7 separate regions of the Mus musculus genome follow, and regions 1, 2, 4, 5, 6 and 7 are each linked to region 3. A link is a contact called in public promoter capture Hi-C data. All regions are on one chromosome and are shown on one strand. The core of a region is the stretch at or near the end of the contact, and the rest is flanking DNA. Distances in the headings are between cores, read along the strand shown.

Region 1 (3,895 bases), core at 929-3,428, 1.7 Mb after region 3:
AGAGTTGCTTGCTGCCAGCCTAGCTCTGGCTTCAGTGAGAGACTCTCAAGGGAATGAAGCAGGCAGAGACAGAGCAGAACACCCATGATCTTGCTGTGTGTGCATATACATACATTTCCCCAAAATCCAAACAACATTTTGATAGGAATTAAAAATTAGATAGCAACACTGAAGGCAGGCACCTCCAGGGAAACAAGGCAGAACACTAGCAAGGGAACTGCACCAGAGGCTGCAGAGGAAGGAGCAAACACCAGGAGTGAGCATGTTGACTGAGTGACAGGGGTAACATGGTGAGTGTTTGGGAAGATCTTTATAAACTGCGAAGTGCACACCCTTTCTGAGTGCCAAGGAACCAGAGTTTGGAGGGGGTCACATGTCACTGCATCACTCTGCTTCAGTCGAGCCTTCTCAGGTTCTTGGGGTCCTAGACATTGTCCTGAGGCTCCCTTCTCAGGTTCTATGTGAGGACAGCTTTGCAGTCAACCCATAGGCAATTCCCACAGAGTTCCTTGCCACAGTTCTAACCTGCCAACGTCAACATCTTATAGCCACTCCCTGCCCCTTGCCTCTTCCAACCTCAGGCTCCTGCAAATTCTTTCCTCAAAACCTTGGTAGAGTTGGAAGGACAAGGAGTGGAATCTCTTTCCCTGGCAAGTAGGAACTGAGGGGAGAGGAGGGGCTGAGAGCCCTCTTTAGGACTTGAGGCTTGAGGAGGACTGCCCTAGGTGACAGTGTGATCTGCAAGGGCAGTTGAACCGCATCACTCTGGGATGATAGCCTGTTGCCTGAGCCTGCCTCCATTTCTGTTCTATCAACCCTCAGTGCCTGTGACATTACAATACTAGCAGTCAGAGGGGCCAAATGGACTCTGGCTAAACCCTTCCCCGAGCAGGGTCAAGGGCCTTAGAATTCCTGCAGCATCAGCTCCAGGTGTAAATCACAGCTCAGCTACGAAACCTCAAGCAGACTCAAATTCTCACACCTACCTTACAGCGATTTTTTAAAAAGGAAACGGATTATGTGTAAAATCCATGGTATTCTTTTTGGCACCCACAACCAAGTAGAGTTTGTAGCAGAGTCTCTAAGGCCTCTCTTGATATCCACCCTGTATTTCTCCTGAAAGCAGCTCTTCACTCCACACATGACCTCTTCTCAGCTCTCTGCCCAGCCTACATTCTTCTGGAACCAGTCCAAATACTCCTCAGCATCCTTGGTACCCAAGAGGTCTTGGAGCACTTAGCTCAGGATGACCCAGGGAGATTTCACTGTGAGCCTTCCCCATTGGAAGCCTGTGTTACCCCAGGGGTCTCTGGACCCCCCCCCCCCGGCATCATGAAAATGCAAGGCCAATACTTGTGGGGATGTTGGTTATGAGCAATGTCAATAGGAAATGAATGCAGACATAGAAACAAGGAAAAGCTTCCAGGAAGGATTAAGGGAAGGGATTCAGGGAGCAGAACTTCTTGGTTGGGATGTGTGAGGGGAGATTCATCTTCCCTTGGAAATGTGGGCACCTGCAGGGGAAGAGGCCCATCCCCTAGATCCTGACTCTGATGAAGCCAGTGCTTCAGTGCTGAAGGTACTGACAGCACACCCCCACCCACCCGCTCACACAGGAGCCTGCCTCAGCTGTGCATGTGTGTGTCAGAGTGTGTGGGGGGGGAGGGGGAGGGTCGCCATTCACTAGCACATAGACCCCAGCCACAAAATCTCTGCAAAGGTGCCACAGAGGTCTCCGCGGTTGGAGAAATTCCACCCATACCTCCCTCGGTTCTCCACCAACGCGCGTGGCCCCCGGGGGGGGGCGGGGTGCAGAGAGAAGAGGTGACATAATCCGGGCCGCACCCCCTCCGGCCGCCACCCCCCCCTCCCCGCGCGCCGGTTGAAGCGTCCATGACATCATCGGCCTCATCCCCCCCCAGCTCCCCGGTACCCTAGCAGCGGGACGCGCCCCCTCCCCAGCTTCCCACCGGCCAGAAGCAGCGAGCGATGCAGCGGGCATGGTGACCTGAGGGAGAACCTGGAGGGGCACCCCGGCAGGCCTGTATCACTTACTCACTGCCTCAGAGTCCGGCGCAGAGGCTCAGACACCGGCGCTAGCTGTCCCGCTCTCTGGCGCAGCCCGAAGCCCGCCCCACAGGGCGCGCGGCGCGGCCGGGCTCTGCTCTTGGCCCCTCCCGCCCCGCGCCCGGCCCGCCCACCAGCGGCTGCGGCAAACGCGGGCCCGCCCTCCGGCCACGCCCCCGGGACCCGCCAATCCTGGACGGGGGTGGGACTCGGTGCCTTAACCCCTTTGGTCGCTGAGCGCCGGCCCGCCTGCCCAAAAGGCTGGGTGGCAGATACTCGGCCTCAGTCCGTTAGCCACTGTACCAAATTCTTGGGGTCAATCCCCAATTTCTGTCCTACCAGAAATCCAGCAAATTCCTACTCTCTTTGAACCCCGTATCTGGGTGTATGAGCCCTTTGGTTTATGGACAACCTTGTTTGGACTCTAGATTCAACTCCTGCACCAGCTATTCCCTGTGCAGCAGATGTCCTAAATCCTTCAAATATGGGACTGGACAGATGGCTTAGTGGTCAAGGGCACTGGCTGCTCTTCCATAGAACCTGGGTTTAATTCGCAGCACCCACATGATAACTAGTTACAAGGGATTGGACACCTTCTGGCCTCTGCAGGTGCTGCACAAACATATGGTCGAAACAACCATACACTGAATTAAAAAATAATTAAGGGGGGGGAAAAAAACCAAAAAACCCTGAAGAGCCTTCAAACCTACAAGATGCGGGGGTGTGAAGGCACCTGTGACTATGATCTAGGTGGAGGCAAGAGCCAATAAATTGACCAATTTAAAACTTGACGCTACAGGAAATTTGTATTTTATACCTTGTGCCCCGTGCCTGCTGTAAAACTAACAAACCCCATCCTAAAAAGAGATTGAGTAAAGACTTTATCTTTGACTCAGATCAACACCTTGGCAAGTGCAGGTGGCATACACTAAAGGGGTTGCCAGCTGCCCAGGAAAACTTCCTAAAGGAAGCACTCAGCCTTCAACTATGCCCTTGGTCTGATCAGTATGAGGAAGCAAGCTAGGCCCAGGCTTCCGCCTTAGCAAAAGGCTGTAGGTTGTGATTGTGATAACTGATGAGTTTAGCCATCCTATGACATAGGACTATGTCATAGATTTTAATTTTTTTTGCCTTTTTAAACAATTGTTTTTATTTCCTATAGTGAATTTAATGAATTCCTGTTTTCAGTTCTAATGATTGCTTTTAAATGTATTAAGTAAATGCCTTTAATCCCAGAACTTGAGAGACAGAGGCAGGGTCTCTGAGACCGATTCTAACCTGGTCTACAGATCGAGTTCCAAGACAGCCAGGGCTACATAGAGAAAAACACTGTCTCAAAAAACCAAAACCAAAACCCAAAACCCAAACCAAACCAAACCAAAAAACCAAAAAGCCAACCAACCAAAAAAACCAATCAACCAATCCAAATAAGGAAGTATATTAAATAAACTAAGATCTTATTGTCATTAGCCAATGACAGATCATTTATATATTCTACAACTCTGTGAACTGAGTGTCATGGAAATGTGATGATCCTCATGGTTTGTGGCCACCATATTACAAGATATTCATTTAGGTCAGAGAGGTAACGTGTCATCCTTGTTTTAAGCAGATGAGTCCAGCTTTGCTACCCCTTTCAGTGAGAAGAGGATGAGAAGAGAACAGAATATGGGAAGAATCCCCAGGAGACATTTTCTTTTCCTCCTCCTCCTCCTCCTCCTCCTCCTCCTCCTCCTCCTCCTCCTCCTCCTCCTCTTTTTCCCTGAGGCAGGGTCTCTCTATAGAGGCATGGCTGTATGGGAACTCACCATCTAGACCAGGCCTCAAA
Region 2 (4,295 bases), core at 531-3,030, 1.7 Mb before region 3:
GAAATACGTCACTTTGTGGGTAGACTTTGAGACCCTCTCCTAGCAGCCTGGATCAAGATGCAGAACTCTCAGCTCCCTCTCCAGCACCATGTCTGCCTGCATGCTGTCATGCTTCCTGCTACGATGAAAGTGGACTAAACCTCTGAATCTGTAAGCCAGACTCAGTTATATGTTTCCCTTTATAAGAGTTGTCTTGGTCATGGTGTCTCTTCACAGCAATCAAACCCAAACTAAGATACAATGGTTCCCATATCAAACCCTGTCAGAGCAGGACAGTCCCAGCGATCCCTCTAAGAACAAGAGTGGTTCTGAAGAGTGGAGGCAGGCTGGGCACAAACCTCCACAGCAGGTTCTTTCCCACCCTGTCTCACTCTTACCTCCTGGCTCGGGTGCCAAACCACGTGCTTAACGTCCTGCGTATGAGAGCTGAGGACACTGACACACTCATACTCATCCTCTTCATCAACTGTGGGAGGAACAAATTAGACCCAGAGGTGACCAGTCAGGGACAAAGCTGAAAGCCAGCGAGCTGGTTTCCTGCTGTACCCAGAGGCACCTAGACTCACCTTCCCAGACCCACACGCTCTTATCTCTGCTGCAGGTAGCCAAGAGGTTGCCAGATGGGGCCCAAGCCACTGACTTGACCTCATTTTCATGGCCCTCAAGAGTGGTCACACACTGGAAAGGGAAAGGATATTGAGTTAATGGCAGCTAAGAGTCCTAAGCCCTAGTAAAATATCTAAGAGAGCAGTTTTGTTGTTGTTTGAGAAAGGGTTTCATTCTATAGCAGGATGACCTTGGTGGACTTACAGCAATCATCCTGCTTCAGTGTCCCAAATGCTGGCATTACAGTCATGAACTACCATACTCAGCTACTATTTCTATAGTGTAGAAATTAAGTTAAGGCTGTAACTAATATGACCAAGCCCTGGGGTGCAAACAGGTAATAAACTGCTCCCATCCAACCTGTTTACCTCAAAGTCATCCTGGTTCTTCTTCCAAATACAAGTGGTGGCATCAAAGCTGGCAGATGCCAGGTAATTTCCACACGGGGACCAGGCCACTTTCCTAACGGTGCGCTGATGGCCTTCAGAAAGGACAGACTTGCAAATCCAGCTGTCACCTGCAAGCAGAGAACAGGCTAGGCTTTGGAGCGCCATCGATGCCATTCACTAAGTAGTACTTTAAGTGGGACCCTGTTGCTGGGACAAAGTCAGTCACCATTATTACTACGATGCAACCGATCAAGATTCTGAAACTGTTAAACTGCTCTTCAGGCGACTTTCCTCATTTTTCTACCTCAGCAAATATCCCAGTTCCCGCAGCAAATATCCCAGTTCCCGCAACAATTCCAGCCTCTGTTGACGCTGGCACACTCCTTCCCCGACACTTTTCAGAGTAGTGTTTTCCTCGGCACCAGGGCCACAAAGCCAAGCCAGGCCTTACCCTCGGTGCCCCAGATGCGAATTTTACGGTCGCCTCCGCAGGAAGCCAACAGGGTCCCCGAGGGGTTCCAGGCCAGGAACCAGCAGCGGGAATCCGGGTGCGCCGGGACGCGGCTCTGCAGTACCAGAGAATCTTTCATGGCGACTGTTTTAGGGTAAGGAGAGCACACCGAGAGAAGCAACGCGCCAAACGCGCTGGGCACTATAGAACCTTGAGACCGTCAGATGTACAGCTTCTGCAAAATATGTCGCCCTAGGAATTGACGTGCCCGCTGTTGACGCCGCGTGACCTTCTGGGACTTGTAGTCACTCCCCTCATCCTCCGTAACTGGAAGCCTCGCGGGACAGTCCGGAACTACCAGTACCCTGATGCCCTGCGCAAGAACAAGCGGCGCGCGCACACAGTGACGCGCACGGAGGGCAGGGCGGAGGGCCGGAGAAGAAGGAGGCGGGGGTGGGGTGGGGTTGGAGGAAGCCGGAAGTGCATCGGCCAGGGTCCGTCTGGGCGTTGCGGGTTTGGGGCCTGGGATCGTTTGGCCCGGGCAGCTAAGAAGCCTGTGACCGGGCGGAGCGGCGCCATCCCAGCCCTGAGGCCTGCTGACCGGTGAGGAGCAGGGACTAGAGTAGGGAGGGTTACTGAGGCTTAGGTCGCACCCCAAAGTGCGGATTCCCGATCTCGGCGGCCCAGCTGCATCCTCCGCCCCTCAGCACCCCTCTGTCTGATAACCCTGGTCCAAGTCTCCTCCGGTCCCCTTGCCAGTAGCCGATCCCCTCCCCCGGCCCCCCAGTACCTCCGCCCGTTCATCCTGGCATGTCTACAGCCAATGTAGTCCCCTGCCATCTCCGAGCCCTGATCCAGCACCCCTCATCCAGAGCCCTCGGTCCCCGCCCCCCGAATTCCCGCAGTCCTTTGGTCTGTGCTCAGCCCTGGGTCCCACCCCGCAGTCTCTGGTGCGGGCCCTGACAGCTCCGGGCCAGCCGCCCATTGCGTTGCTCTCCACCTGGGTACAGACAGGCTCTGCGCGCCCCGCTGAGGTCGGCGGCCACCACCAACGACCGCAGAGCTACAGCGGGCAGCCCCGGGCATGTATGCCCCTGGAGGTGCCGGGCTGCCGGGAGGGCGCCGGCGGAGAAGCCCGGGAAGCAGCGCTCTTCCCAAGCAGCCGGAGCGGAGCCTGGCCTCGGCCCTGCCTGGCGCCCTGTCCATCACAGCGCTGTGCACTGCCCTCGCGGAGCCCGCTTGGTTGCACATCCATGGAGGCACCTGTTCCCGCCAGGAGCTGGGGGTCTCGGACGTGCTGGGCTATGTAAACCCGGATCTGCTAAAAGGTGAGAGCGCTGAGCTCCTGCTCTCTTGGCTTGAGGGGCGGTGCAGAACAGATATGAGGCTGGCTGAAGTATAGATAGCCAGAGGCAGTCATTTGTCAAAGGAAACAGCCCCATTCTTGCTTGGTGTTCATGCCCACCAGGTGGCTCTGTTTGGGGGTCTAGCCTCTCATTAATTTTGATGTTATTCAGCCAAGCACCTACTCCTCACCGTCATGCTAATCCAAACTGCTGCTATTTTAGGTTTCTGCCAGAGGTAGGTAGAAGAAAAAAGGGTGTTTGTCAGGTATTACAATTAGCCTCCCCTTTCTAACGGACATGTGAGATGCAGAATAGTCGTTTGGGGCAGCTCGATCGATGGAGAAATCAGAACTGTTAATGTGACCAATTGTAAAAGACATTTTAGTATTCTATGATAATTGGATTTACAATAGAGGGGACTTGTGGCATCCCAGGTCATCAGATATCAGTTCTATTAACACCTTCAACAGTTGAAACTTGGTTTTCCATGCCTTTACAGGTATGCCATATTAAGACGGTTGCTTTATTCATCAACAGATTTCCCAGACTAGCAGGCAGAAGAAAGCATCTGGTCTGTTTATTGGATGAGATAGGAGTCTAGGGCTTAGAGGAGGGCCTGACTCAGGAGCCTCCTAGCTCCTCCTCGGTTTCTAGGAGTGAGGAGAAAGGCTGTGCAGTATGAAAGCAGAAATGTCCTTCCTGATTTTAAACATAAAAGTGGTCAGTGGGACCCAATGGTCACATCTTGTTGCCTTCAAGTCCTTTGAACTAGTCTCAAAAGTCCTCACCTTTCTTCTTTGACACTCTTTAGTTCTAGTATGTTCCTATTAGATATGTGCAAGGTGTCTCATGAATGGCTCAGGCCCTAGGATTTGGTGAAAAGGTCAGCGCCCCCCTCTGCATTGAAATAAAAACCCTGCTGTAGGTCTATGCTGAGAAGCCCTATCCTGTCACCTGGTGGTGTCTTTGGAGGTGAGTTCTTGAACAACTTGCTTCTCTTTGCATATTTGCACATTCAAGACTTTAGGATGGTTTTTTATAGAAAACAGGATGAAAGCTTCTGGTTGAGATATTTTTTACCCTCTTCCTGAGTTTGTCTCTTTAAGACCAAGATTGGGGCTGGTGAGATGGCTCAGTGGGTAAGAGCACCCGACTGCTCTTCCGAAGGTCCGAAGTTCAAATCCCAGCAACCACATCGTGGCTCACAACCATCCGTAATGAGATCTGACTCCCTCTTCTGGAGGGTCTGAAGACAGTTACAGCGTACTTACATGTAATCAATAAATAAATAAACCTTAAAAAAAAAAAAGACCAAGATTATAGGCTGGCTAGAGGTGTTCTTTAGCATATACCTGATGGCGCAAAGGCTGTGGAGTTTGAATCTGGATGCCTTTCCATTTCTTTGTGCTCACCTTCATTCAGGCCTTGTGGCTTTGATACCATGGTGTTTCTGTTTCAGGAGCTGAGTGTCACCACAAACTGGGAAAGAGTTTATGATGCTTG
Region 3 (3,775 bases), core at 552-3,051:
TAGGATTTCTTAGGGGGCGGAGCTGTCCAGTTTTCCAGGCTGAGGACTGTTGGGATTTCAAGTCCAGAGTTTGGTATTTTCAGGGATTGGTGAATTTTTCTGCTCAGGGATTTGTTGGTTTTCATGCTCAGGAACTGGTTTCTGTGACAAGCCAGGGACTAATGAGACTTCCTTTTCAGGGGGTGGCGGGATTTTTTTTTTTTTTCTTGTAGGGCACTTTCTTGGCCACTTTCATAGCTCAGGTTGCGAATGAATGACTGCAGTAGCCCTTAGAAGATGACCTTTAGGGCTGTTAGGGAAGTCTGGGTGCGGGGCCTGACTGCTTTGTGTTCAGCCAGCTGAGAGCTGTGGCTTTCCTGCCTTGAGGGTTTATAAAGTATATAAAGTTTACAAATAGAGTACACCACAGGGAATCCTTTCCTTGTGGCTTGAGTTGGCCTAGATAGCCAACAATTGGACCTTCCAAGTGTGTCAGTATGTTAATTTTGTCTGGAGGCAACATTTCAAAAGTTGTTTTTCTGAGTAAGCTAATGCCCAGAATTTATTTTGGTGTGCGTTTAAACTTCCAAACGAATTTGAAAACAGCAATACTCAAATGTGTACCAGTTCAAAGATTTTCTTTTTATTAAAAAAAAAAATCAAATTCAAATCCTAAATCATTATTTTAATGTCTAAGCAGAAAATGCAGTTGTGAAGAGCAGCTGTTACACCTCAAAAGCCTTTCACTGTTCCTAGTAAAACGATTAAATGAAGAGGCTTTACATTTTAGTTCCAAAAACTAATAATATTGCTTCTCTAGTTAAAACAGATGTGCCTTTTGAAAGTTTCCTATAATGGGCCGTGAAGATCTGTCAGGGTTCAAGTCTTGTCAATAGCTGCATTCAACTAAATAACTTTTTTTCTCTTTTCACATTTATCTAATCGCAATTGCTCTTTGAATGCACGTTATTTACACATCAAAGACAAAAGACGTCGTGTATTTAGAAATATTGGACATTTAAGCTTATCATTTTAATAAAAAAAATTAACTTTCCTTCAGAACTAAGTATACATTACTCATCATTTCAAGACTATTTCTGAAGGATATGGAAATACGTCTGAAGGCCATGGACATACGAAGAAATGAAGTCTTGTTCTTATGAAATACTCGAATGAATTCCACATCTAAACCGCTAACAGACACAAGATCATGTTTTAATTACCTCAATAGCTATTTTTAATCGTCAAGTAAGGACTGGGTGAATTTAGTATCAGAAAAAGTTGCATGGCAGGCAGTCTTCCTTACACTACGGAGACATAACAGCTACAAGTTTAAGGGCTTAAGGATGATTCCGAGTTCTTTCGGCAACAAAGAAAGCTTTTCTTTCTTTCTTTCTTTTTAACAAAGAAAACCGCCAGTCCTGGGTTCCTTTCTTTGTCGCGCAGTTAACGGTGGCGGGGTGGAGGGGGACAGTGTGATGAGTCCGGAACTCCAAAGCCTTAGACGACGAGTCTCGCAGGAACATCGAGAAATGGGCACAGAGGACCTGGTGGACACAGCAGGCCTGGCGGGGTGACCTGCCCCGCCCGATATAACTCCACGCGCCACCGAACCGCATCCCTGGCCTCACACCCATCAGATTGCTGCCTCCGCTGCCGCAGCGAGCGTATTAAAGGCCCGCCCCTGGAAGTGATTGACGGGCAGTTTCCTCCAATGGCTAGTGCGCTCGGCACCGGCGGGCTGGGAGAGGGCCGCGGCTCGCGGAGGAATTCCACTTGCCCTTTAGTCCCGGGCAAGGTGTTGCGGCCGGCGCCATTTTCTGAGCCGCCTGTTTCGGGTGCCGCCATGTTGGTGAGGAGAAATCACCGTTACGGCCACTGTCCAAATCCCCGCGTCGCTGCACGCCGCCCGCCGGCTCCCACGCCTCAGCCTCCGGCGGCGAATACAGACTAGAGCGGCAGCGCCGGCAGCGCGGGGCCGTTGCCCAGTCTTTGCAGTTAGAGCCCCATCTCTCTGGCGTTGGTTGTTAATAGACTGGAAAGTCTGTGTCTGTGTCGCTCACTAGTAACCGTGAGTTTTTACCACTTCGTCACCTGTCGGCGGCGGCCGGGGACAGGGTTGCCCGCAGGCGGCGCAGGGGTCCTCCCCGCGCCCCGCTGCCGCCGCCACCGCCGCCGCCGGCCTCCAGACCTGCCCTCCAGCCCCGCCCCGTTCTTGACCAAACATGACAGACTCTGAACATGCAGGGCACGACAGGTCGGGAACCCTTCTTGTCTGTCTTTCTGTCGGATGAGAGGAGGGGTCGGGGCGGCGGGAGCGGGCCGGGGCCGGGCGCCTCCTGCATGACTTAGACGTCTCTGTGTGGCTCCATCGGTTCCGTGACGCGCACCTTCGTCCACCGCCGCTGCCTGCCGGCCGCCGCGGGGGAGGCCGAAGCGGCCGCGCCCGCCTCCCGGAGCCGGGGTCGCCGTCGCTCTCGCCGCCCCGCCCCCGCCGGGCACGTGCGAGCCCCCCGCCCCTGGCCCGGCTCAGTCGTCGGCGCCACGCGGGCGGCGGCGCGGCTGCGGCCGCTGCCCGCCAGGCCAGTGACCGGCGTTGGCAGCCCCGTTGGAACCGGCCCCAAAAGCTCAGTAGTAGGCCTAGTGGATGTTTGCCTCCGACCCGAGTCTACCTCTGAAAATAAACATGTTTAGTTTTTTTTTTTTTTTTTTTTTTTTTTTTTTTGGAGGGGGTTGGGGAGTCTCTTTCCCTCCCATCCCCCACTCCCAGGCCATGTGTCTGCCGCAGTCCTATAACCTCCAGGAAAGTGAAATGGCAGTTTTTCATATTAAATACGTTAACACAAGTAGACTGCAGAGTTTTAGCTTTACCTGATTTCCTAGGTGCTAAATAAATATTTGACTATTTAGCTGAGATTCTCATTTTCCAGTTTTAGTTTTGTTGTGCTCTGAGAGGCACATTCTTAGCACCATTCAAAGGTTTGGTGGCATTTACAGAATATACTCTTGACATTGATAAACAAATTTTTAAAGGTGTCAGAGGAGGACTTTTATTAAAACTCCTGGTGCCAAATCTCATTCAGCTGATTCCTACTTAGAATATTGACTTGAAAGTGGACATCCTCACATTGCTTTGTGAATAGTCTCAGATACATTGTGTTCTAGTGTGGCCCATAAGACTTAAGAATTCCTGATAAATATCATATGCTTTTGATAAAGCATTACACTCACCTTCCTTCCCTAAATACAAAGGAAGCAAAACAAAACAACAACAACAAAAACCAACAAAAATCATTGAAATTTTAAATGCCAAAATATATGGCAACCTTGAAAGGGATTTAAAAAAATCCTAAGAACTTCACTAATGTAATGATAATTCTCTAGAAAGACATCAATGAAGCATGTAGCAAGGTTTAGATAGTAAAAAGTGCTCTTACATAAGTGCAGAAGCTTGCACTGGACATTTTTAATGATTTTTTAAAAAAGATGATACCTTTGTAGTTTCAGTGCTGTCAAATGGACCTAAGGACTCTTGTGTGATAGGCAAGTACTCTAACACTTGGCTACACTCATAGCCCAATATTGCCCTATTAAAAAAAGTTTAAAAGTGAAGGTCCTAGAATTAACTAATAATGTTGAGAAGTCTATTGATAAGCCAGTGACTTGATGTACTTAAAATTCATTAATATGAAAGGAAATCTCATGTTAGTGGATAGTGTAACTTGAATATGTAGAAATATGTATTTTACATAATAAAACGTGTCACCAAGTTTAGAAATCAAAATAATGCTTCTAC
Region 4 (4,010 bases), core at 1,399-3,898, 1.6 Mb before region 3:
ACCTTTATGACTCTCCTGGCTCAGGCCTCTCTGCCCAGTCACTCACATCTCCTTTCCACCCGGGCCATCCACTTGAGGCTGGCCTTGGACTGGGGAGGAAGGGAAAGAGGGTCAGGGTAGAGCCTGGAGCATCTGACTGTGGAAGGGAAATCCATGGGGCAAGCAGACTGAGCAGACAAACCAGAATCCCAAAGGCAGAAGGCCAGTGACGTCTAAGCAGCCATCCAAATAAATGGTTACAGAAAAGAACAACACAGGGAATCATCACTTCTTCCAAATGAGTCCCACACGGTCTTAATTAAAGAAAGAAAAATAAATAAAACCTGAGCCTCAAACTCACTTGTTAGGTCTGTTCTGTAACAGCCAGGCCATGAACAACCTTAAACAGAAACCAACCGTGTGGTCACTTACTGTCTAGTGAAGAGGCACTTGGCAGCCTGTGCCAGCAGCCATCCTGGCTGGGGCCCCATCTCATGTTATCCCCAGCCGATGTCCAGAGTCCTATCTCCTCTTGGCAGGCTTCCAGCGAATGGTTCTGGACAAACAGGGTCCTGAGGAGGTAGCAAGGGGTGGCAGACAACCTACAGATGACTCATTGGTGGCGGCATTGGGGGGTGGGGATCTTCAGTCAGAACAGGAGCTGGGGAGGGATGTGGGCTCTTCTACCCCAGCCTTGGACTTTCATCAGGTGTTGAAGGTGGGGGTTTCCCCCTGATTTGGGACTCCAGCAGAAGATGAAGGCAAGCTCCTCTTTTATGGTTCAGTTTGGCTTCTTTGAGTTCATCTGTGTTTGTCAGAGCTGAAAAGGGTACCACGCCAAGGACAGTGGCTTTGGGGTGTATGTGTGACAGATCCGCATTGGCTCATATGCAAAGACTGAGGCACCCAGCAGACTCTGAGGGACACACTCTCACCCTGCCAGGGGGCCCAGCAGCTCAGTTCAGCACTGGAGTCAGGGGCTGGAGTTTCCCACAAAGCTAAGTTGATTTCACTCCTGCTGCAGGGACCTCAGCTAGCAGGGCCTCCCCTCTTCTCCACAGCTGGAAGGCTGTGGCTCCAGGCATGGCAGGTGACTCTGTTCAGCAAGACTAGACATGATGGTCCCCCTCCATGCTCTGTAATTTGTCCCTGGAATCAGCCATTAAGTCATCTGTGAGGCTGATGCCAAGGATAAGAGCCCCCTATCAGCTTCAGGGATCTATGGTCCAGACTCCCTGGCTGGGCTGCCAGTTGTGCTGTATCAGCCTCCAGACAGGCTTGGTGGGAAGGGACCCAGGCTGTGGCCCTGGAACCAACTTGCATGACCGTGCCACTGAGACACAAGTCCATGACTCCTGGTCCAGGAGTCCTCGTAGCTCTCCCTGGCATTCTGTATCCCCCACAAGCCCCAAGTTCCCCAAATCAAGAGGAAAGGCATAATATTTTGCTCGAGCACCTATATACCTACCATACCTTATGTTAGGGGTCCCCACAGGTTCTAGCCACAGGCCTCCAAGAAACAAAGGATCTGCAGGGATGCTGGAAGGGTCTTAGTAAAGGCAGAGGATTGGCTCAGGGCAATAAAGATTTGGGAGGCTGGGTTCTGAACACTGTCCCCACCCGCCTGCTTCAGTTCAGCCACCTACCAACTTTCTCGCCCCCAACGCAGGAGTGTCCCGGGGGGCCCACGTGCAGCTGGGCCTCACCACATCCGGGAGGGGGGGGCGGGCAGGCACTTGAGTGGGGGAGCACAGAATGGCTGTGAGTTACCCAGTTTTTCATTCTTACAGTTTGGTGTGGGACCAGGGCCTGTCCCAGAGGGGTTTGTAGCTCCTAAGGGGTCGGAAGGGAACAGGTTCTGTGAATAGTCCTTCTTCCCCTGAAATTCCCGCCAGGCCTGGCTATGCCCTGGGAGAGCCCAGCATCGTCAACAGAGTTCCTCTTTAGCCCTGGCCTGTGGCATGGGAACTACTTCTTTTTAGGCTCTTGGGGGTTTCCCTGGGCCCCTGGGGAAAGAAACTGTCCCAGTCATAAGAGGAAACTCGTCACAGGCCCCTGCGCCCCTTCCCCATTAAAGCCCCTCCCACCCCACCCCACCCCCGCCCCTGCCCCAGGGCTTTGGCTTTCCAGGACTCCTCCACCTGGGCCTGGGCCTGACATGGGAGAATAGGACAATTTCCTGACGGTTGGTGTCTTTCCTAATAGTGTATCATTATGGGTAGCAACAGGTAATTTGTCCATTTTTGCTATCGAAATTCCTAGAATGAAAACCCTGGGAGAAAATGGGAAAAGTGAGGAAGCTGAAGACCTGAGTAACTCAAAGGCTCGGTGCAGCTGAGAGCTGAGTTCCTAAGCACTTAGTGGCTTGAAGCCTGGCAAAGAGTGGGGAGCACTGGGGCATATACACTGGAGAGACGTGGGTGGGGCCTCTAGACTCCAGGCCGACACTTGTCACGGTCTGGTTCCCAGTTTCTTCCCCCGCGTGTCCCTCCCCCTGATGCCCCGCCCCACCCACCCCCTGTCCGCTCAGGGAGCCCCGGGGGCGGCCCAGCCAGAGTCCCACGTGAAGCCGCGGGGGCGGGCACCGGCGCCTTCCTGCTCTACCCTTGTATGGTGACCCGAGGGGCCAGCCCTCGAGTATTTAAGCCCGGGCTCGACGAAGAGCCCCCAGAACCGTCAGCTCCCGCCACACAGACACCGCGCCGCCGGAGCCGAGGGAGAGGACATCCGGAAGCAGGAGGCTTTGCGATGCCGATCGCCATGGGGCTGGAGACGGCGTGCGAGCTAGAGTGCGCGGCGCTGGGCGCGCTGCTGCGGGAGCCGCGGGAGGCCGAGCGCACGCTGCTGCTCGACTGCCGCCCGTTCCTGGCCTTCTGCCGGAGCCACGTGCGCGCCGCGCGACCGGTGCCCTGGAACGCGCTGCTGCGGCGGCGTGCGCGCGGCACCCCCGCCGCTGCCCTCGCCTGTCTGTTGCCCGACCGCGCACTCCGGGCGCGCCTGGGCCGCGGGGAGCTGGCCCGTGCCGTGGTGCTGGATGAAAGCAGCGCGTCTGTGGCCGAGCTCCCGCCGGACGGCCCCGCTCACCTGCTGCTAGCCGCACTGCAGCACGAGATGCGCGGGGGACCCACGACCGTGTGCTTCTTGCGAGGTGAGCCCGCGCCCCGCGCCCTGCGCCCTTCGCCCCTTCTCCCATGTTCCGCGCCCCGCGCTCTTAGCCCCTTGTCCCACGTTCCGTGCCCCGTTCCCGACCTCTTGGCTAATCATACCCTTTCTTGTCTTTCCCACAGGCGGTTTCAAAAGCTTCCAGACGTACTGTCCGGATCTGTGCTCTGAAGCTCCTGCCCAGGCCCTGCCTCCTGCTGGGGCCGAAAATAGCAACTCTGACCCGAGGGTTCCGATCTATGACCAGGTGAGTTGATATTCGAATTTGTTGTCTTCATTGTGCATTCTAGAGGGATGCCTCTGGAGAACGCCAGTGGGGAAAGACAGGGGTGTGTTCCAATATACATTCCCAGATGTGGAGAGTGTTTGTGTGACCTGCAAATGGTGTGAACGTGTATATATCCTCATACAGACTTTAAGGCATATGTGGCACAAAGTGTCTGAACATATGTCCCCTTGTGGCCTCAAGACTTTTAATTCTGTCCTTGGTCAGAAGGCCTAGAGCTTCTCTTGTTTCTAGCCAATCCAAGATGTCTGGATCAAGCCCTCCAGCACAAGGCTGAGTGAGGTCTCACCACCGTCCCCTTCCTCCTCCAGGGTGGTCCTGTGGAAATCTTGCCCTACCTGTACTTGGGCAGCTGCAACCACTCCTCAGATCTTCAGGGCCTGCAGGCCTGCGGCATCACAGCAGTTCTCAATGTCTCTGCCAGCTGCCCCAACCACTTTGAGGGTCTTTTCCATTACAAGAGCATTCCAGTAGAAGATAACCAGATGGTGGAGATAAGTGCCTGGTTCCAGGAGGCTATCAGCTTCATAGGTAGGGGAGCCTCAGCCCAGGGTTCTGTGGGAACTGTAGGGGAGAAGGTACA
Region 5 (3,995 bases), core at 1,060-3,559, 1.9 Mb after region 3:
GCAGCGCAGCCCACAGGCTTCCAAACAGTGCCAGAAGCAGGGAGCTAAGGGTAAAACAGGAGCGGGGGCCGTGGGGAGAGGGGGAGAGGCGGGCACGGGGATAGGTGAGATTCAATAGGAGACGTTGTAACTGTGTAGTCTACCACATGACCATGGTAGGTCCATGTCTCCTGCTTCCTTCTTTCATCATATACAGCCGTATGTAGAACACAGTAGAGGAGAAAGAGAAAAGACAAAGAAATGAACAAATGTGAAGACTGGAATCTGGTTTGGAGCCCTGGGATAGCTGGGGTGAGGCTGCTGTGTATGCAGTTCAGCTCTACCAGGCCTTCAGGGGATGCAGAGTGAGCAAGGTCAGGGCCTGCGCTGGACACTGGTGTCTGACTATGGGTGCACTCCAATTCTCTACTCCCAGGTTAATCAGAGAGGTTTCATACATGTATGTGAGGTTTTCTTTGTTTTCCAGGACCAGGTGCCCAAACTCTCAAGTACCTGCATAAGTATACTCTGCACAGCCCAAGATTATGAGGCAAAGTTCTGATTAGCCTCTCTAAAGCAGGCTGAAACATTGCTTGAAAGAGCAATGGGCCTCTCACTGGATGAGACACAGGAAAGATTTGTTCCTATTTAGATAATGTAGACTTGATGAGAAATCTTGCTTGTCAACTTGACTGTATCTGGGATCAACAACAACACAAGCACATAGGCATTCTTGGGAAGAACTGGTTTTTCTTTTTAAGACTAGGATTCTCTATGTAGCCCTGGCTGTTCTGGAATTCACTCTGTAGACCAGGCTGGCCTCACAGAGATCCACCTGCCTCTGCCTCTCAAGTGCTGGGATTAAAGGTGTGGGCCACCATTTCTTGGGCATGAAGAATTGTCTTAATCAGATTACCTGAAGCAGGAAGACTCATTCTAAATCTGTGTAGCACTTTCTCATGGCAGATAAGAGGACAGAGAAGAAGAAACTTTGCTTTCTGTCTGCTTGTTCTTATTCTTGGAGGGAAGGTCATCTATCAAGTTTCTGCAGCGTTACCTCACTGATATTAGAACTGACTTCTTTGGATCAGCAGTGAGATCTCCAGGAATCTTTTAGGACTCCAGCACCGAATTGGGACTGTGGAGTCCAGTCTTGTGGATCAAGCACCTTTCTAGGGTGGGACAGCCATTGTTGAACTACTTGGACTGCATCCTGTAAGCCAACTAAATAGATCTCTATCTATCTATCTATCTATCTATCTATTCTTTTAGTGGAACAACTCAGATGGCTAAAACAACCCATATGGCTTCTTCACTCAGTGACTGTTCTTCCAGCTATAAGCTTACCAGATTCATTTGCCTGGGACCTTTTCTCTCCATATGACCTCTGTATGAATCTTTCCAAGGTGGAAGAGCAGGAGAATCCCAGGACAACAAATAAACAAATACCTCCCAAACCAGACCAAGCAACAAAAGAAACAAAAAATAAGATCAGAGCTGGAACTGACACGTTATCTCTTTACCATATCCTTCTATCGGTTTAATATAGTCAAGGTCCAGCGTACATTCCAGGGTAGTGGCCCATACAAGGTTATGCTATTGGGAAGTATGTATCATTGGGAGTAGGAGAGGCACTGGCGTTAGCAAGAAGGGTGTGCAAGCTGAGAGCGCTCCCGGTAATTCTGGGCTGTTCTTTCTTCAGAGAATATGGATAGGTCGTGGGGTACAAGATAATGCTAAACTTCTCCTGCAGAATTTAAGGTACACATAGACATGGTCTGCCACTGGTTCAATCCGCTCGCTATCAAGGAAAGCCTGGCTGTGTGTGCATTCAGTCAGTTACACATCTATTCATATGCAGGTGCTTAATTAACACACGTGCCATTTTGTTATCCCTAGTTTAGAAACGCGAATGCAGTAAGTACTACTTCTTCAGGTCTCAGCTAGCAACACACGACATCATTAGCCTTTTGGGTCCGGTTTCTCACCAAAATGGAGTTGGGGTTATAAGCTGAGCTTTGGAGGCGTCCAAAGGGTAACACTTACCACAGTCAGCTTGTCTAGCAGAGCCAGGCAGCCACTGTAAGGAGGTACTGGCTAACTCGTCGTAGCGCGGTGCGGAAAGCAAAGAGCCTCCGTAGACTAGGCGATGTTCATCCGCGCTAAGACCCTGGCATTGAGCAGGTCTACATGCTGGGCACGCCGGAAGACCACGGCCCTGGTCCCGCCCCCGCGCATGCCAGCCCCGCCCCTGCCCGACGCACAGCGGGAGCCCCGCCTTGGATATGGACCCGCCGGGCCACCGTCGCCCGGCCCCGCCTAGCACGGCCAGGCGAAGGGGAGCCGGCGTGCGGGGTGTGTATGTGTTCGCTGGGCGCCGGCTCAGCCCCAGGAAGATGGTGGCGGTGGCGGCGGCGGCGGCGACTGAGGCGCGGCTGAGGGGGAGCACGACGGCGACAGCAGCGCCTGCGGGCAGGAAGGGCAGGCAGCACCGACCCTGCACCGCGACAGGGGCCTGGAGGCCGGGACCGCGCGCCCGGCTGTGTCTACCGCGGGTGCTGTCGCGGGCGCTGCCCCCGCCGCCGCTGCTGCCGCTGCTCTTTTCGCTGCTGCTGCTGCCGCTGCCCCGGGAGGCCGAGGCCGCTGCGGTGGCGGCGGCGGTGTCGGGCTCGGCCGCAGCCGAGGCCAAGGAATGTGACCGGCCGTGTGTCAACGGCGGCCGCTGCAACCCTGGCACCGGCCAGTGCGTCTGCCCCACGGGCTGGGTGGGCGAGCAATGCCAGCACTGCGGGGGCCGCTTCAGGTGAGTGCGGGTGGGGAGTGCAGGCCCAGCCTGATGTTCCAGGCCCAAGGCAGGTGCAGGGCTTGAAATCGCGAGGGTAGAATTTGCCCCACTGTGTTTGATGATGGCTTGCCTCCTGGAGGGATGTTCATTTGGTGGCCTTCGGGTCTGCCTGTGGTGGAAGATTGAGAAGGAACGGGAACACTCGGGAGGCATTTGTTGCTGTGGGTTAGATGTGGGTCCTGAAGAGTATAAAAGCCCACCTCGAAAACGGGCTTATTTAGGATAAATGAGGTATCAAGGAAACGGTGAGTGAGTGAGTTCTTCAGCACTTGCCTTTGACCAGCCCAAGAGATTGGAGATATGTGTGTCTGGAAGAAGTACAGCCGAGGAAGTGACATGTTGGGTGAAAATAGAAGGTAAGGCTGGGTTGTAAGATTTCAGGGATAAAAGTACCATTGGTTGTTGTTCCAAGGAAAGTGAAGAAACTAGTTTTTGGATCCTCACTGTTGGCCTATTGGAACGGGGTTGTCTAGAGAGGAGAATCCTATTAGCCCTAGATTCTCCACAACATGCAGTTGGCTTGGTTTGGGGCAGAACCTCTTGGAGAGATCACTTTTTAATTAGCTTTTATCTATTATTTGCTTCTGTTGTGAGAGAATTTTTGGATAATGCACACAGGTAGATCCATCATCCAGAGTTTGATGTGGTCCACAAGAAGTTAGGAACACAGCAAGGGGAAGTTATAAGACCTACAGTGTCATCCATATCTCAGGCAGATATTTGTTGACTGGGTTCCCCATTTGACGTGGGAAAGTGAGGGAATGTGAACGTGGCGTAGGATTGATTCTTGCTCCAATTGATCTTATGTTCTAGTGAGGGCTGACAGGCAGTCAACACGTAACTAGGCAAAAGGAATGAGCAGGATAATTTCAGATAGTGGTAAATGCTAAAAGCAAAATACAAACAGGTGGTCGGTCTTCCAGGATTCCGATAAGTGGTGACATTAGAAGCCACCCATTTGAGTGTCATTTGATCTGAGTGAGGCCTGAACCTGGCATAAGAGAACCTGTGGAAATGAAGGGGCAGAGAGTGTGTGACTGGCTAGCAGTAAGCAGAGAAGTCTCGGAGGAGGAGGAGGAGGAGGTGACATTGAATTTGAGCATGTGAGGTTAAGTAGGATTTGCAAGCGTGAAGTTGGGGAGAAGAATTCCAAATGGAAAAAAAAAGCTGC
Region 6 (3,714 bases), core at 1,045-3,544, 1.7 Mb after region 3:
GATTATATGGGAGTACAGGTGTGCACCCTGATGTCCAGACGCTCCTCCATCTTTTGAGGATGGGTTGTTTTGTTTTAGTTCTTTGAGCTCTCATTATATGGCCCTGCCTGGCCTAGAACTCAATATGTACACAAGGCTGGCCACAAACTTAGAGGGATCTGCTTGCCTCTTCCTTGGTTATAATTAAAGGCATGTGGCACCACAGACCTGCCTGGCTCCTGAATTATTATTATTTTTTTTCCGAGACAGGGTTTCTCTGTGTAGCCCTGGCTGTCCTGGAACTCACTCTGTAGACCAGGCTGACCTCGAACTCAGAAATCCACCTGCCTCTGCCTCCCAAGTGCTGGGATTAAAGGCGTGTGCCACCACACCTGGCTGGCTTCTTAACAAATGTTATTTTATATGTGATATATATATATATATATATATGTATATTAATTACCTGGCCTATATATGTAATATATATGCTTATATGTGATTATATATATATATAAAATCTAGTACCTGTTCTCTCTCTCTCTCTCTCTCTCTATATATATATATATACATATATATATATATATATATATATATATATATATATTTGTGTGTGTTTGTGACTTCTTGGATGTTAAATGCCTCAGCTTCTCTCTCTCTCTCTCTCTCTCTCTCTCTAACCTTTGCTTTAAAAACCTCTACTTCTCCACTTTTCTGAGGATTCCCTTTAACTTCATGAAAGAGAGAGACAAGTGACATGCAGGAAGGGCCATGTTACTCAGCCCAGCCTTTCCCAGCCAACTCTAATGAACCACAGGTCCTCAAAAAATAACACCATCGAGGGGCAGTGAAGAGGACACTATGATCTGTCTCCAAAGACACTGTATACAGCAAAGCTTCTGAATTGTGTAACACGCAATATTAAGGTCACGAGCAAAGATTTGAGGAGAACATAGCTTTGGCTACTCTGTGAGGACAGCTCTAGAGTTTAAGAAAAACTCATTAGTGGGCTGGGTATGTGGCTCAGTGGTACAGTGCTTGCCTAAGTCCCATAAGCCCCTTAAGTAAGTTGCATCTATATAACAATACCCAAGGCTGTACAAGGTTAATAACATTAAGCTAAACAGCCAGGCTTGATTAGGATTCTATTGTTTGTGTGTGTGATTCTGGGGGCCAAACCCAGGACCTTGGTCATGCTATGCAAATGTTCTACCATCAAGCTACATCCCTGACACCATATATAGCCCAGGCTAGCCTTTAATTCATGATCTTCCTGCTTTAATCTCAGTGCTGGGATTATAAATGGCCACACTTCCAGCTAGCACCCTGTACTTTTGTTTTGTTTTTTGTTTTTCGAGACAGGGTTTCTCTGTATAGCCCTGGCTGTCCTGGAACTCACTTTGTAGACCAGGCTGACCTCGAACTCAGAAATCCACCTGCCTCTGCCTCCCGAGTGCTGGGATTAAAGGCGTGCGCCACCATGCTCGGCTTTTTTTTTTTTTTAAGATGTTTTTTATATGTATGAGTGTTTAGCTGCTCGTATGTGCGCTGCATTATATATGCCTAGTGCCTTCAGAAACCAGAAGAGGGCAATGCATTCCCAGGAACTGGAGTTACAGACAACTGAAAACCACCATGTGGTGCTGGGAACACAACTAACTCTGGAAGAGCAGTCATGTACTTAACCGCTTGGCCATCTCTCCAGCTTGAGCTTACAACTTTCAGAGAACCTAGGCTCAGTTCCCAACATCCACACCAGGCAGCTCAAAAGCACTTGTAACTCCAGTTTCAGGGAATGCGACACCCTCTTCTTGAAGGGGCTCATGCACTCACAGGGTAGGGCTAAGAGGGTCACTCATCTTCCTTGGTGTGTTCCCAATGCAAAGGCTGAGGTGACGGAATAGAGAAGGGATAGGGTTAGCTGGGCAAGAAAAAAGGAGTCGAAACACTAGCTATCAAGCCTAACACGTAAAAGACTGCTTGGTTATGCTGTCTTAAGTTCGCAGTGAGGTTCGGATAGACTCCCAGGCTTACAGCCCTTGTCTAAAAGATAGTCTTTCTCAACAGAGTTGGAGGTGCCGGAGGGGCGCCACCACAGCCGACACCCGTCAGGGCGCGGGTTCTTGGCTCCCCGGAGTTGCTTAGCAGAGGATCTGCGCGCTGATAGACCTCTCCACCCCTCAGCGCGTCCCAAGCGCCTCAGACACAGGCTGCGGGATGCTCATCTGCCGCGGCTGCCACCTCCCGGATGTTGGCAGCAGTAGCCGGAGGCAAGCTTCAGGCATCCGATAGGGCCGGAAACCGAGCTACCTACTTCCGCCTCCGGCCGGAAGTACCTTCCCGGCAAAGGGTTACTGGGCATTCTGGACCGTAACCCTCGCTTGCAATGGCTGCGTCTTTGGTCGGGAAGAAGATCGTGTTTGTGACGGGAAACGCCAAGAAGCTGGAGGAGGTGTTGTGGGGTGTGGAGACTGTCTCGGAGGCGGGTGGTGATTGGGCTGCTGGGCTTTCACCAGGGATGCACGGGAGAGAAGGCGGGAAACGAGGCTACGAGTTGTAGCCTCGGGGAGTGTGGGGTTTGCCCCTGGCTGTGTTGAAGGTCTGGGCTTGGGGAGAGACCGCCGTGGAGTGTGGCGCCTTGAGGGTCAGAGGAATTTTTTTTTTATATATATAATCATTATTTTGGAGATAATGACTCGTGTAGTCCAGGCTAGTCTGACCCTGTTGTGTAGCCAGAACTGACTTTATTCTCTTGACCCTCCTGGCTTCCGAATTCTGGGGCTGCACGCATGCTCCACCTCACGAGTTTTTTAGATGAGCTGGTAAAGTCAGCAGGCTATAGGAGCTGGAGTAGTGACATGTGTGACAAAGATAAATTACCCCTGAAGCCCTAGATTTTAAACCTGAGTTCAGACACCTCCCCTCCTGAAAAGCAGTGTGTGTGTGTGGGGGGGGGGTAATGGAGGGATGTTGATCCAAATTGAGTATAGTTCCATCTACCCTTCCATATCTGAGATGTGTAATACCTCATAAGAATCATGGCTGACATGAATGAGGAAAGGCACTTGCCAGTCAAGACTGACCTGAGTTCAATCCCCAGGACACATGGGAAAGCCAGATGTGTGTAGCAGCACACTTCTGTAACTCCTCAAGATGGGAGGGAGAGGCTGAAGAATCCTCAAAGCTTGAAAGCTAGCCAACTTGAGGTACCCATAGCAGCAGAAATGCTGCCTACCAATTCACTGCATTCTTAAACTGAGGACAAAGGGACCTTTAATCCAAGTTACACCAGGCAAATGTTCCTCTTTCTGCCATTTTTTCATGACAACCTGATAATCCAAAACTGGCTATAGTGAACCTTTTATTCTGCTTGCTTTGGGACATAAAGCTAGTCTAAAAGTATGCTTGGCAGCGCTTCCTGAAATGAACACATCTCAGTATGTGTTTTCCAGAATCCCATGCTGTGGTCATCATATCCTCCTCCATCTGCCTCTCTCTAAAGCATGAGGCACTCACAGGCGTTTCTTAGTAGGGTTTGGCACGGTAGCTCTGACAAGGTTTCACTTTCTGGGAGAATAACACTGTTGTGTTATAGATAAAAGTCAGCAGTAGAAAGACTCGGGTTTAAAAAAAAAAAAAAAAGAATCATGGCTGACCACAGTATAACAAAAGGCAGGTTAACAAAAGAAAAATGTGACAAGTTTGTCAAAACTCTACATGCTACAGCTTTTAGAACAA
Region 7 (3,717 bases), core at 552-3,051, 1.8 Mb before region 3:
TCCCAGCAACCACATAGTAGCTCACAACCATCTGTAATAGGATCTGGTGCCCCCTTCTGGTGTGTCTGAAGAGAGCGATGTTTGCAGTTACGTAGAATAAATAAATAAATAGAAAAAAATTATAATTTTTAAAGTTATTCAAGACTGTCAACACTTTCATAAAATAATTCTCTTATTTTCAGTATAACATTCAGTTTTTAAATTGACAAGGGCACTGGGCGTGGTGGCGCACACCTTTAATCCCAGCACTTGGGAGGCAGAGGCAGGCAGATTTCTGAGTTCGAGGCCAGCCTGGTCTACAAAGTGAGTTCCAGGACAGCCAAGGCTACACAGAGAAACCCTGTCTCGAAAAACCAAAAAAAAAAAAAAAAAAATTGACAAGGGCTTATTTTATATCTTCCAAGTGGAACTCCATTTGGGAAGGTAACTATATTTGAAATGCAAATTCTTAGACCCCCTAAACGATAAAACTTCTTCCTACTAATAAAGAAGAAAAAAAGTAAATGAGTCCAACCTAGGGTTACTATGCTGCTCTTACTGTTAAATATGATAAGGTACAGCTTGTCACAACCATCCATAGCTGCAGCCACGGTGTTTATGAGTTGGAGGCAGGGGGATCAAGAGTGCAAGAGAAGTCTCTGGATAGCAAGTTTGAAGCCTGCCTGGACTCCAGGAGATCTTTTCTCAAAAACCAGATAAGGGCTAGAGAGATGGCTTAATGGTTATGAACACTGGCTGCTCTTTGAGAAGACCTGGGTTCCAACCCCTCCACACACATGGCAACTCACAACCTATCTGCAGCTCCAGTCTCAGGGGATCTGACACCCTCTTTTGGACTTCGTGGAAGTCTGCATGTAATGATACACAAACATACATGTAGCCCAAACACCTATCTACATAGAATAAAATGTAAATGATAAACCAAACAATAAAAAAAAATTGCCAGCAAAATGGCTGGGTGGATTAGGACACAGACTTAAGGTTCACTCGTGCTTATTAAATATCAAGGGAAAGCAGAACTCACTGTTTTGCTTTCAGTGTTGTGTAGAGAATTATGAAAAGACTAAATACCACCTTTACATAAAAGGTACCACTACTGCTGAATAAAACTGAATAGTAATTCCATACATATTATTTATTTTTCATATATTTCTTTAGTAAAACATTCGTGTCACATTGAGGAGGACAAAGTTATACATATGCTGTAATCCGCACACCTAAAGTCCTGACAGGCTGTGACAAAAGATTGGGCACAAATAGTTCTTCCTCTACCGTCAGTCAGCTGACACAGGGGAGAGTCTTGCGGAAAGGGGTTTGGGGTAGAAATCCAGTCGGTTACTAGAACTAGGTACATGCTAACTTGCTTTTTTTTTTTTTTTTTTTTTTTTTGTCTTTTTGTTGTTGTTTTGGTTTTTTGTTTGTTTTGTTTTGTTTTTCGAGACAAGGTTTCTCTGTGTAGCTCTGGCTGTCCTGGAACTCACTTTGTAGACCAGGCTGGCCTCGAACTCAGAAATCCACTACCTCTGCCTCCCGAGTGCTGGGATTAAAGGAATGCGCCACCATGCCTGTCTTGCTAACTTGCTTGAACCTTCAGCTTCCTTATCCCTTAGTTTCCGTTTGCCTGCATGTCTGCCTGCCTCACAGGATGGCTGGTATGAGAAACCAAAAGAATTACAGAAAGGGACTTTCAACATACGCTTAGGGGTTGGGCCTTGGCTCTGTCGCAGGTAGAGATGCCTGGAACCACAATTTGCACGCGCGTGTGTCTCGTCGGTCAATGGAATCCTTGACCCGGATGTACTACTGTACATCTCCGCAAACCCCGCCCAGAAGCAGTGGTTAGTAACCGGAAAGTCTCACGTTTAGCGGGCGTCCCGGAAGCGGAAGCAAGTCCGTTTCTTTTCTCCGTCCCTTACGTTCGTCCTGCGTTGTACCTGTTGTGCCAGGGCGGTTCGCTGAAGCGGTTCGGAGCGTGAAGAAGAGTGGAACCCTGAGTTCCCGGAGCATCAGCAGCCATGGCGGATGTGACTGCCCGCAGTTTGCAGTACGAGTACAAGGCGGTGCGTGTGGTCTCGAAGGACCGGTGCAGACAGGGGAGGTCGTGGACAGCCACGGACACTTGAGCGGGAGATCAGAGCTGGGTGAAGGATGGATTAAAACACGAAGGAAAAACCCCGTGGAATTTGGGGCGCTTGAGAATTTAGGAGTTGGGTTTTCCCCAGCCCCCTCAGCGCTAAACTCGCACCTTCTTCTCTTTACCCGCAATGTGCCCAACATTTTACCCAAATGTGGGCTGTTGTGGATGCTCTTAGGAGCGCTGGTCGTTCACCTTCTCAGACAGCAATAGTGCTCGCGCATCGTGTAATGCTATGTTATTTCTTCTTAAGAGCATGATTTTTTTTTTATTCCACTGTTTTCCCATCATCTGCTGTCACTGTAATAACAGGATTCAAAACTATACATATCAAAGTTTTGATAAAGTATGATCTTTTCAGAACTCAAATCTTGTGCTCCAAGCTGACCGCTCTCTCATTGACCGGACCCGCCGGGATGAACCGACGGGAGAGGTTCTGTCCCTGGTTGGGAAGTTGGAGGGAACCCGAATGGGAGATAAGGCTCAACGGACCAAACCACAGATGCAGGAAGAAAGACGGGCCAAGTAAGTACTAAGGGGATGCTGGATGCTATTTTTCCATCTAATGTAAAGCCCATCTTTAGCATTAGAGCAGTAGTTTTACTCAAGTTTATATGGAAGATGAGTGGTGTGTGCACAACAACCAAGGTTTAGAGCTTCTTTGGATTTAGGTGTAATGAAGTGGAACAAAATCTATTGATACCTTTTACTGACTCGTTTCTGATTCATAGATGTTAATTTTCTTCCGGTTATCTTTTTAAAAGATCTGTTTTATTTTTAATTACGTGCATGTGTATGTTCGTGTGGGTTTGTGCACACGTATGCAGATGCCTGTGTGGAGGCCAGAGAGGGTTTGAGAGTCCCTGGAGCTAGAGTTACAGGAGGTTTTGAGTTACCCAGTGTGGGGCTAAGAACTGAACTTGGGTCCTCTTGGAAAGCAGTACTGGGGTGAACAACTCGACTCTTCTCTCCAGCCCCATCCCCGACTGTTTTCAGGACTTGAGTTAATCTCCTCTCTGTAATTCACCTCCACCATGTTGTTACAAGCTTCTCTCCCCAACCCTTCTCTCCTTTTGTTGCCCAGCACTTCCTGATGATTTCTGTTGTCTTTTCATGTTGGTGGGTTCATTTCAAAAGTTAAATACTACTTACTTTATTTTGCCTGCCTTGCTTTTCTTTTCTCTTCTTCTCTTTTCTTTTCTCTTCTTTTCTTTCTTCAGAACAGAGTATCTTGCTCTGTAGACCAGGCTGGCCTTAAACTCAGAGATCCACCAGCCTCTGTTTCCTGAGCACTGGGATTGGAATTAAAAGTCCTGTGCCACCACCTCCCGGAAAATTGTGTTTTCTTTCCCCTCCGTCCCTCTCTCTCTCCCCTTTTAAAAAATATTTATTTTATGTATATGAGTACACTATAGCTCATCTTCAGACTGTAGCTGCCTTCAGACATGAAGAAGGCACCTCAGAAGAGGTCATCGAATCCCATTACAGATGGTTGTGAGCTACCACGTGTTTGCTAAGAGTTGAGCTCAGGACCTCTGGAAGAACAGTTAGTGCTCTTAACCGCTGGGCCATCTCTCCAGCCC

What was found. Promoter capture Hi-C pulls out the DNA fragments that hold promoters and counts their contacts.
Region 1: a promoter capture Hi-C map of pre-B cells shows a contact between it and region 3, with 2.9 times the contacts expected there. The contact joins the promoter of Lzts3 here to the promoter of Zc3h6 in region 3. A contact is called at or near these places in 4 of 39 promoter capture datasets (the 3T3-L1 cell line, cranial neural crest, liver and 1 more).
Region 2: a promoter capture Hi-C map of pre-B cells shows a contact between it and region 3, with 3 times the contacts expected there. The contact joins the promoter of Ciao1 here to the promoter of Zc3h6 in region 3. A contact is called at or near these places in 3 of 39 promoter capture datasets (hippocampal neurons, neutrophils and pre-B cells) and 1 of 9 other capture datasets (adipose tissue).
Region 4: a promoter capture Hi-C map of pre-B cells shows a contact between it and region 3, with 4 times the contacts expected there. The contact joins the promoter of Dusp2 here to the promoter of Zc3h6 in region 3. A contact is called at or near these places in 5 of 39 promoter capture datasets (the C10 cell line, hematopoietic stem and progenitor cells, hippocampal neurons and 2 more).
Region 5: a promoter capture Hi-C map of pre-B cells shows a contact between it and region 3, with 2.2 times the contacts expected there. The contact joins the promoter of Atrn here to the promoter of Zc3h6 in region 3. A contact is called at or near these places in 2 of 39 promoter capture datasets (the C10 cell line and pre-B cells) and 1 of 9 other capture datasets (liver).
Region 6: a promoter capture Hi-C map of liver shows a contact between it and region 3, with 5 times the contacts expected there. The contact joins the promoter of Itpa here to the promoter of Zc3h6 in region 3. A contact is called at or near these places in 4 of 39 promoter capture datasets (the C10 cell line, liver and pre-B cells) and 1 of 115 datasets of contacts at active chromatin or transcription factors (astrocytes).
Region 7: a promoter capture Hi-C map of pre-B cells shows a contact between it and region 3, with 4 times the contacts expected there. The contact joins the promoter of 1810024B03Rik here to the promoter of Zc3h6 in region 3. A contact is called at or near these places in 1 of 39 promoter capture datasets (pre-B cells) and 1 of 9 other capture datasets (liver).

The regions. Positions count from the first base shown.
Region 1 is chr2:130,640,666-130,644,560 of GRCm38.p6, forward strand. It overlaps Lzts3 (leucine zipper, putative tumor suppressor family member 3), which reads right to left and starts at 2,179. Exons shown (of 5, transcript NM_197945.4): 1 at 2,056-2,179. The region is part of intron 2 of Gm52563 (a long non-coding RNA gene); the gene reads left to right.
Region 2 is chr2:127,246,036-127,250,330 of GRCm38.p6, forward strand. Ciao1 (cytosolic iron-sulfur protein assembly 1) reads right to left here and starts at 1,781. Exons shown (of 7, transcript NM_025296.4): 1 at 1,447-1,781; 2 at 975-1,123; 3 at 567-678; 4 at 378-466. The coding sequence starts at 1,585. It overlaps Tmem127 (transmembrane protein 127), which reads left to right and starts at 1,913. Exons shown (of 4, transcript NM_175145.4): 1 at 1,913-2,049; 2 at 2,457-2,774. The coding sequence starts at 2,531.
Region 3 is chr2:128,965,601-128,969,375 of GRCm38.p6, forward strand. Zc3h6 (zinc finger CCCH type containing 6) reads left to right here and starts at 1,802. Exons shown (of 12, transcript NM_178404.3): 1 at 1,802-2,236. The coding sequence starts at 2,205.
Region 4 is chr2:127,333,511-127,337,520 of GRCm38.p6, forward strand. Dusp2 (dual specificity phosphatase 2) reads left to right here and starts at 2,649. Exons shown (of 4, transcript NM_010090.2): 1 at 2,649-3,127; 2 at 3,267-3,388; 3 at 3,739-3,958. The coding sequence starts at 2,728. Gm46762 (a long non-coding RNA gene) reads right to left here and starts at 2,041. Exons shown (of 3, transcript XR_003953899.1): 1 at 412-2,041.
Region 5 is chr2:130,904,186-130,908,180 of GRCm38.p6, forward strand. It overlaps Atrn (attractin), which reads left to right and starts at 2,310. Exons shown (of 29, transcript NM_009730.3): 1 at 2,310-2,782. The coding sequence starts at 2,376. It overlaps A730017L22Rik (RIKEN cDNA A730017L22 gene), which reads right to left and starts at 2,211. Exons shown (of 3, transcript NR_015523.2): 1 at 2,026-2,211.
Region 6 is chr2:130,665,508-130,669,221 of GRCm38.p6, forward strand. It overlaps Itpa (inosine triphosphatase (nucleoside triphosphate pyrophosphatase)), which reads left to right and starts at 2,295. Exons shown (of 8, transcript NM_025922.3): 1 at 2,295-2,428. The coding sequence starts at 2,363.
Region 7 is chr2:127,206,479-127,210,195 of GRCm38.p6, forward strand. It overlaps 1810024B03Rik (RIKEN cDNA 1810024B03 gene), which reads right to left and starts at 1,802. Exons shown (of 2, transcript NM_198630.2): 1 at 1,697-1,802. Snrnp200 (small nuclear ribonucleoprotein 200 (U5)) reads left to right here and starts at 1,908. Exons shown (of 45, transcript NM_177214.5): 1 at 1,908-2,060; 2 at 2,496-2,659. The coding sequence starts at 2,016.